2 separate regions of the Mus musculus genome follow, and region 2 is linked to region 1. A link is a contact called in public Hi-C data. All regions are on one chromosome and are shown on one strand. Each heading gives the region's core, a stretch centred on a gene start, on an enhancer-like site or on the middle of the called end of the contact. The rest is flanking DNA. Distances are from core to core; before and after follow the strand shown. Region 1 has its middle 10 kb from the start of Gm33203. Region 2 holds the start of Pcdh20 (protocadherin 20).

Evidence for each region. Hi-C and Micro-C count contacts between places; a contact is called where the count stands out from the background.
Region 2: a Hi-C map of ventral hippocampal neurons shows a contact between it and region 1, with 2.3 times the contacts expected there. The contact joins the promoter of Pcdh20 here to the enhancer-like site in region 1. A contact is called at or near these places in 2 of 39 promoter capture datasets (hippocampal neurons and liver), 5 of 484 Hi-C or Micro-C datasets (cerebral cortex, embryonic stem cells, liver and 1 more) and 1 of 9 other capture datasets (pancreatic islet).

Annotation. Positions count from the first base shown.
Region 1 is chr14:88,345,206-88,350,075 of GRCm38.p6, reverse strand. It overlaps the pseudogene Gm9274. Among named protein-coding and RNA genes, the nearest start is that of Gm33203, 10 kb to the right of the region's middle. Within about 2 kb of position 2,610, at least 19 of the 459 cell types and tissues checked have an H3K27ac peak or open chromatin away from gene starts, as enhancers often do. A contact at or near this core is called in ventral hippocampal neurons, where this site is marked.
Region 2 is chr14:88,468,974-88,473,843 of GRCm38.p6, reverse strand. It overlaps Pcdh20 (protocadherin 20), which reads left to right and starts at 2,448. Exons shown (of 3, transcript NM_178685.5): 1 at 2,448-2,463; 2 at 2,749-2,985; 3 at 4,114-4,870. The coding sequence starts at 2,854.

The DNA of each region.
Region 1 (4,870 bases), core at 1,361-3,860:
CTTCACCACCATGGAGAAGGCTAGGGCCCACTTGAAGGATGGTGTCAAAGGGGTCATCATCTTTGCTCCTTCTGCCATGCCCCTATGTTTGTGATGGGTGGGGACCATGAAAAATATGACAACTCACTCAAGATTGTTAGCAACACAGATTGAACCACCAACTGCTTAGACCCCTGTACAAGGTCACCCATGACAACTTTGGCATCTTGGAAGAGCTCATGACCATGGTCCATGCCATCACTGTCACTCAAAAGACTATGAATAGCCCCTCTTAAAAGCTGTGGTGTGGTGGTCCTGGGGCTGTTTGAAACATCATCCCTGCATCCAATGGTCCTGCCAAGGCTGTGGGCAAGGTCAACCCAGAAATGAACTAGAAGTTCACTGGCATGGTCTTCTGTGTTCCTACCCTCAAGGTATCCATTGTGGATCTGAAATCTTGCCTGGAGAAACCTGCCAAGTATGATGACATCAAGAAGGTGGTGAAGCAGGCATCAGAGGACCCACTAAAGGGCATCCTGGGCTGCACTAAGGACCAAGTTGTCTCCCGTGACTTAAACAGCAACCCCCACTCTTCCACCTTTGATGCTGGGCCTGGAATTGCTCTCAATAACAACTTTGTAAAGCTCATGTCTTGGTATGACAATGAATATGGCTACAACAACAGCATGGTGGACCTCATGGCCTACATGGCCTCCAAGGAGTAAGAAACTAGACCATTCACCCCAGCAAGGACACTGAGAGCATAATGCCCTAGGTTGCTGAGGAGTCCCTGTCCCATCTCAGCCTTTAACACTGAGCATCTCATTCACAATTTCCATACCAGAACCCCATAATAGGAGGGGCCTAGGGAGCCCTCCCTACTTTCTTGAATACCATCAATAAATTTTGCTGCACTCAGAATAAAAAAAAAAGCAATTAGTTGTGTGTATGTGTTTATGTGCATTTGCATATTTATATATGTTTGTTCATATATGTTTGTACATGTATGAGTATGTGTTTGTTGTACCCCAACATTTCCAAATTTCAAAGGGCAGGTCGTGTTTCTCTTTACTCCTTTTTTTAAACTCCTTTTCTTAACTTTTCTGTTTAGCTCCAACACAGCATTCCTACATTTTTCCAATGCTGGTAGACAACAGTGCAGTGAATTTGGAGTTATCCTTGCCTTAAGGAGTTTTTAGGTGCCAGATCACGTGAAAAATTATTCAACTTAAAGTCAGGTCTCTAGAGTGCAGGATATTTTCTATTCATTCTCCTTTTTCCAGTGCCTGGAGTCCAGTTAAATTAACTCAAATCAAGGTACCAAGTGTGGTATCTACAAAATTATACTCTGGTATAAAGGAAAATTACTTTCTGATATTTAGCTTAACATAACATAATCTGGAAAGAGGAGCAATTTCAATAATTTTAACATTGAGCAGCATATGTCTAAGGAACAGAGCTGTAAGATGTCTGGAAAATGTATGACACATAGCTCAAAAACTAAAGAAATTTAAACTTAATTCACATTTCTATTCCAAACTTTCATTTTTTATTTATGAATTACCTATTCACAATGCCTGACTTCATATGTTTTCAGGGTGGGTAGATGGTTGAGTGTAGATTTTATTAAAGTAGCTGACTGTAAAACATGTTTCTGAAAATCACACTAACTTGGAAATGGTATTTTAATGCTCTTGGCTGAATTCTGATGTTAAAACTAATGTTTGAAAGCAATAAGGTAGAAAACATACATATTTCTTAGTTGTGGTGTGCTTTACTCTGCCAGTATGTACGTGCTTAGCCTTTTAAAATGTCAAGTATGGCTTATATTTTATTAACTATATAGCATCAGGTAACTAGATGCATGTTCATTACATATATTATCCAGTAACAACTGGTGTCTACTAATGGTGTTTTCATTGTTTAATGTAAGGACTTTTGTCAACAAAGATATTTTCAAACTTTTTCTATTATTGACCTCCCAAACTCCATGTTTTTCAACAGGTACCCATAGGAGAGTTAAAGTATATTGATGAATAGGGGCAAGAAAATGAGGAGAAATACAATTCTAGTAGAATGAAAGAAAAATGTCTTGAAAATCAGTCTTATCAGTCACTTGATGTTGATATTTGTATAATTATTCATAAATGCAGGTATAGAATGGAGAGCATGAAGAATTCTTCGGTCATCCTTGGAGCATGAAAATATATTGTATATACATATATATAATGTGTGTGTTTGTGTGTGTGTGTGTGTGTGTGTGTGTGTATACAGCACACACCGTACATGGATTTCACAGGTACTTAGTCTTCAACAAGAAAAATAAATCTTAAGCAAGATAAGTAAAGCACTTACTGACTTAAGTTATGTACTTAAAAATTTATATGGATAAAAGTGTAATGTGGAGAAAGAGGTTAAGACTTAAGCTCTTTATCTATTTAATATCTTATTTATGGTGAATAGAAAAATACTGTATTATTTTCAGTAAAGTTTTAGGCATATTGATATTCCACTGAATATATTTTCTGCGTAGTCTGAGTCTACCACATGCAAAGACTTTGTAGGGCTGCTTCTGCAACCCACCACACACTCTGCAATGGCTGTTCTTGGAGTGGTTCCCAGAACTGACAGTGTCTTCAGTAGGAGTCACATACACAGATCTCAGCAATGGAACTAGTTGAGGGACAGGATGTTATTACAAAGAGGAAATCTGTAAAATGTTTCAAATATCAGTCACAGCCAAAAGGAAAAAGAAGTGGCAGCTAATCAAATGTCAAAGCAGCATCGTGTAAAGGCAGCCCTGTCCTCGGGAAAGTACATGTGGTTCTTTGTGCTTGAATCAAAGCTTCAGAGTCAGAAGATGAAAATATATGACGCATGCTGCTCAAAGAGGAAGCTCTAATCAAGTGCCAAATAATGACAGCTTTTTTTTTTTTTTTTTTGGAAAGAAAGAGTTTAAGACGAAAAATATGTGTTTACGTTTCTAGAAATGAAATAATAGAAAAAGTGAAATACAGTTAAAACTGATTTTTGAAAGTTTATATTTTGATTAGTTCATTAAAAAAATACTGGAATTATTTCTTCAAAATGTGAATCCCATTATGCCCCTTCTCTTTTTTTGTAGCACTGTCATGTAACAAGGTCAATGCCTTCCATATGTCAAGCCTTACTTCATTCCCAGCATCTCTGAACGTAGAAGCTCTTTACCCACACCTCTTATGCACATACTCTCCTTTATTACCCCACTAAAGTGTCTTCAATGTCTGATGCTGGCATAGATCTGAGGCCATTTATGTAGAAACCATATATTCTTAGCAGAAGGCTCTTTCCTTCCTTGTTATTCCGATCATTATGTCTCCATTAACTTAATCATTACTTCTTTCAACCAATCAGTCCAGTTGCTCCACTGTCAAAGCTCACAGAGAGGTATTTCTCTGCGTTTTGTCACCATTACACTTCATCCAGTAGGGCCAGGAGCTTCATGTCACTGCTGTCTACTGCACTACTTTGTGAATTGAGAAAACTCATAAATGCTTTCTGAGTGAAAGAACAAGGAAAATAGTGGGTCAACCTTTCAGAATAATCAACAAAATTGCTACGTGAGTTACTACAAATGCAATAAAAGGTAATCTATTCTAAGTAAATTAGAGCTCCCAGATACTAATTGATTTCTTATTCCATCTTTAGAAGCTTTTTAAACAACCCACTAATCATTACGGTTCTCAGTGACAGCTCTGTATGGTATCCTATCATTCTAGAAGCAGAATAAAAGCAGGAGAGATCTTAATCTTTACAACATGTTGTCTAAATCAGCATAGTGCACAAAAGAACACTAACACAAACACCAATACTTGCTATATAAACTCTCAGATCGTTAACGCTCACAAGAACTTAGAGAAAGCTTGGGGATGGCTTTTAAAAACAATTAAAATAATAAATTCTGCAATAAAGATTTCAAAATATTCTGGATGCATACTTACTGCTGTGCTGGTCCAGTGGGATTGATTTTTATGAGTCCAAATTTCACAAAGATTTTAGAAAATATAAAAACCATTAGTATTCTGTATTAATAAAACAACTGAACACTGTTATTTAAATGTGCTGTCTTAAAAGTTTCAAGTTAAGCACTCTAAGCTGCTTTTTATTAACATTGGGACCTGCTTACTGTCATAAGAGCCAGAGGCTTTAAAGTGTAATTAACAAGACAATTAACCCTCATCAAAAATGTTAACAAAACACAATGAGAGAAGTAGAGAAAGTATGAGAGCAGCTGTAATGGATAGGTAGCATTAACAACAACAAACTACAGACATTCGACAGAAATGGCAACAACCTTACAGAGTTAGACTGTTGAGCCATCTGTTTCTAAAAGCCAAACTTTTGTCAGAGGTCCAGGCTTCTGCAAGATTAGCACAGAATCAAGTATACTATTTAATGTATCAGTCAGAACAACCAGAATATGTACAAATGGGTCAAAGCATTTTGAAACAGCCATGCCTTCAAAATTACATATTAATGATATATCTGTATTTCTCAACCTCCAAATGCCTCAGAACTAGGTTATTTAGAAGTGGCCCAAATGTGTGAAACTCTAAAGTAAGCCCAAAGTTACAATTATATAGTTCAAGACTACTATAACATATCATTTATATTTGATTAGTTGATTTACATAGTTTACTGGAAGCTTAAACCTAGTAATTAATAATGCTAAGAAGGCTCTAGGCATTCGTAATAATCTCAAAACTACTGCATTTGACTTGAAAATTCTTAGTTTCAAGTTAACATGCTATAGACATTAATGAAGTAAAAGAAGTAAGGCTCCCAAAGCCATATTTTATCCATATTTGCAGAAAAATAAGTGGTATGTGTGTGTGCGTTGAGATTAAAATCT
Region 2 (4,870 bases), core at 1,199-3,698, 120 kb before region 1:
GTGACTGAGACATCTGAGAAGCTCATGAGTATTATTTTCAAAGGACTAATAGCATGGAAGCTCTCTAAATCATCTTTAAAAAGAAATCTGTGGCACCAGATGGTAGGTCACAAGGCTACCTCCAGAAGGAACAGTAGTCTGGGATGCTTTTACAATGCCCAGGAAAATAGTGCATATAACCAAAGAAGCTCATTTGGTTCTGTCTCTGTTTTTTAAACTCAGTCAAAAAACAAAATGCTGCATGAATCTTTTCCTTAGATCCTCAAAGAGGGAAGATGATAGCAAGTAGTATGTTTAACAGCATGCATGTCCCATGTAAGATGTCACCTAGTGTTGTGCCAAGATTTCAAGTTTTTGTGACAAACAAAAACTATTCAGGGACACAACAACCAGCATAGTAACTTAAAACAAAAGTGCTTCATATTGTCCCTCCAAAGAGTACTTTCAGAACCTGTTGAATTCCTGTCTGCCTACTCACTACAATAGCTTTTGCTATGGTTCTTATATCCATTCATTTTAGAAACACTGGAGACAAATTATAGTCTAATAGGGAGATTTAGTTTCCACTCACCTTAACAAAGAGGAATGGTAGTAATGTAGTTTTCTATAGAGACAGATGGGTAATATGGTGAAAGAGCAGAATCTGCTGTAGTGGAGTGGCGGGGATTCCTTTAAAATGTAGATTTGGAGTAAAGAAGGGAATGACACCAGAGAATAGAAAAGGCAGTTGTGAAAATAGATTGTCTCCAGTTTGTCTTTCTAAAAATAATAATAATTAAAAAAAAGAGTTCTACGACAATGTTATAAATAAAAGAAAATCTAACAGCCACCCACACAGAAAGACAGAGCAGAAAGACAAAAGACCTAACCAGTTGAGATTATGACATATGTGAGTGTACACAGTCCAATGCATTTTCTATCTGTATAGCATTGGAATTGTTGCATATTGTGGGTTTTATGTCCATTAAAAGATATTCTAACTCTAAGCATATGCTCCTGGCTTCTTTGAGGCTAAGGGTATTGCATTAAGACATAAACACAATTTAGATGGAGCATGGTACGGATTTTTAGAGTCTGGTAATGTCTTGACTACGGACTCCAAGGTAAATATTTACCAATGTTGGTAAAAGTTCAGCTGTAGGGTATAAGTGGCAGTCAGAGGGCTAAGAAAGAAGGGACAAACACGCCTCCCTGGATGTGGTTTGTTTACCAGATGCATGATGGACTTTTACCCAGAAGACCATGTCCAGATGTGTACATGTGGTCTGGCTACTTCATCTATACTCCCACTGGGCTGTAAAGAGCTATGCTCATAATATTTGTCAGATTTGTAGTATAGTGTTTTGTCTTTTCCATATACAATACAACTTTGCAATAACAAGCATCAGAACACACCAGATGTTCTGATGTAGTACTTTATCAATGTTCATGAGTTTCCATCTAGGATTAGTGGAATACAGGAGAAAAATATGGCCATTAGCCAAACAATTTCTATTTTGGTTAGTACAAGGTAGAAGAAAATTAAATTAGCTTTCCTTTGGAAAGTACAGAGAATTGTTATTTCTGATGCTAGAGGCAGAGATTTTTCTGGTCTTAACTCAGTCACTAGTCACTTAGCCGACAAGACTTTATGTTCAGGGCAGTTAGGGGGAAATTTAGAAGCCTAGTGAAGAGAATGTAGACTTGAAGAGAAGCTGAATGCCTTTGGCCAATACTTATATGATACCCAGTAGATCTACCAGTTCTACAGACTGAATGTACTGGATACTCCCATCAACTGATTTCATGAAAGATTGCAGGTCACAGACTGTTGAAGATCAGAGTCAGTAAGATAGCAAAACATTTTGGATGCTGGACCTGGACAGCTCCAGGACCACTTTGTAAAGGGGCATACCCCCAATTAGACCCTTAGGAGAGCAGAGTGAGAAGAGAAGTGGGAACATTTGAAGAGCAACCTCTATTTTATTTAAGCTTTAGTGACTGCCCTCTCTCCTTTCAGTGTTTCCCTTCCAGAATAATAGCTGTTATTACTCACAATACACAAATACACACACAGATATATTGACAAACACAGACACAGACACAGACACAGACACAGACACAGACACACACACACACACACACACACACACACACACACACACACACCATGTTCTGCTCGTCGTCGTTCAGCTAGAAACTGTCTTTCATCTAGAAACTGGAGCTACCTTTAAAATTAAACCTACAGGCAGACACCGAGAAACACTATCAGCTTTGCCATCACCAATAGCGAAAATTAAAATGAAGACAGGAAGAGCCTCCACCGATTTCATAGCTTTGCTTTTCTGGCTTGCATCTTTGGCACCAAGAAGTTGAGACTGATCTTGTTTGAGAAAAGTGTGTTTTCTTGCTCAGTGCAAAGAACTGCTGGATCCACATTGACAAGGAGGAATTTGTTGGCAAAGCCTGGTTTTGTGGGAACAGGTCTGTGCGTTCAGACACCAAGGGAGCTTGTTTATTTATTTTAATTCTCTCTTTCTTGCTAACAACCTGTAGACTTGGGATTTAAGTGGTGCAGTAAGGAGCGAGGCTTGTCAAGGCTAGTAGTCATGTGCTCTGGTCCCCAACCTGGTGGCATCTCCTCCCAGCTGTAAAGAGCCAGTCCTTATTCTGGCTCTTTTGGTGGGTTGTCCAGGAGCGGACACTGTAAATGTCCCCTTCTGAACCTAGGCTTTCCAGTTCATCGGAGTTTCTGTTCTTAATTGACAGACCAGTGACTATTGGCTGAAGTTCCCCGGCGATTTGCATGAACAGAGAGGGAGTGTCCTCTGCCACCCTCCCTTCTGGAGCGCTCTGACTGCAGCCTCCCAGGGAATGCGCGGCCGAGGGAACGCGCGCAGCTTGCTGGTCCAGGCAGTGAGCTTGCGCCCGGCGACCTGGCACCCGTGCCTGGATATGGGGCATCTACATCGTCCCAGCAGCAGGACCAGCCACAGGAACCTGCCGGTAAGGATGCGCGAACCCTGGGTCCTCCAGAAGTTGCAATGCTCTCCAGCTGTTTCTACTCCTGGATGGTATTTTCAAACGTTTTCCCAGAATGCAAACTTCAGGAGAGGATAGGGGGAGGGAAAGGAGTTTGGGATACTGAGCCCAAGGTATTTTAAACAAATAGCTTGGTCCCTCGGGTCCATAGAGGAAGTTTCTGAAGCAGAAATGTTGCATGAGGTGGAGGGTCGAGGATGCGCTCAATCCTCTTTATATTCCAGGCTGTAAAGATCGATCCCTGTGTCCAATGTCAGCTTGGAATCGTCTGTCTACTGCAACTGACAAATGCCTTTGCATAATAATTTTTCGCGATTACTTTGCTGGCTTGTCAGCTTAGCAGGAGGTAGAGGGCATAATAAGAGGTAGAGATCCAGATCACTTTATTTGATTTCTTGTACGGATTAAAATGAAAAATCTTTTTCCTCCCTAAAGCAGGTAGGGAATATGGCTCAATTTTCCATCATGATGTTGTTGTTGTTGTTGTTGTTGTTGTTGTTGTTGTTGTTGTTGTTGTCATTGTTACAACTGATGCTGCTGTCCTTATTGGCCTCATAGAAAACGAGTCTATCACATTAGATGTTCTGGGACTTTAATGGTAGAATCATGTCAATGAGCACTAAATCCTGCACTGCTCAGTCCTTTTCGCCACCTTCCCCTCCCTTTCTTCCCCACAACCTACGGAGGTTTTCCTGTCTAGTTAAGCAGCCAGCAAATTGCGTCAAAGTATGCTCTGTTCTGTGTTTCCAGAGACCCAAAGCCTTAAAGTTTGAGATTCTAAACCTTAACTAGAGAAGCTAGTTACCAGACGGTGCGGGAGCGGGGTGGGGGTGGGGGGCTGGGGGCAGGGGAGGGATGCGGGATGCGGAATAGAAGATGAAGAGAAAGGAGTTAAGTTTCAGAGATGATCTCTCCCACAGCTCTTTCCCCTCTGGCAGCAAGTTTCTACTTTGCTCAGTTCAGATTAGGGGTTTTGTTTGTGGTAATGGTGAGGAAGTTTAGCATTGTCCCTGGAGGGGGGTCACTACTTCCTAACTCTGATCTCTGCTTCCTGGAGTGTATAATCACCGTTGTCCCCTTCCTTCACTCCAGCATGTTTTTCTGCTTTTCCTCTTCGTGGGACCCTTCAATTGCCTCGCGAGTTACAGCCGTGCTACCGAGCTTCTGTACAGCCTAAATGAGGGACTGCCCGCCGGAGTGCTCATAGGCAGCCTGGCGGAGGACCTGAGGCTGCTGCCTCGGGCCTCTGGGAGACAGAACCAGCAGTTGCTGCATCCAGAGCGCACTGCCTCTGAGGGGAACCCCCCTCTCTCTTTCAGCTTGGCCTCCGGGGGACTGAGTGGCCAGTATGTGACCCTAAACAACCGCTCCGGCGAGCTGCACACTTCTGCACAGGAGATCGACAGAGAAGCATTGTGCCTGGATGGGGGCGGTGGGGCTGCCTGGGCCGGCAGTACCTCCATTGCCTCCTCTCCTTCTTCTGACTCTTGCCTTTTGCTTCTGGACGTGCTGGTCCTGCCTCAGGAATATTTTCGGTTTGTGAAGGTGAAAATTGCCATCAGGGATATCAATGACAATGCTCCGCAGTTCCCCATTTCTGAAATCTCTGTTTGGGTCCCAGAAAATTCACCTGTAAATACCCGATTGGCTATAGAGCATCCTGCTGTGGACCCTGATGTAGGCATTAACGGTGTGCAAACCTATCGCTTACTAGACTACCATGGCATGTTTACCCTGGACGTGGAGGAGAATGAGAACGGGGAGCGCACACCCTACTTGATTGTCATGGGTGCTTTGGACAGAGAAACCCAGGACCAGTATGTGAGCATCATCATAGCTGAGGATGGTG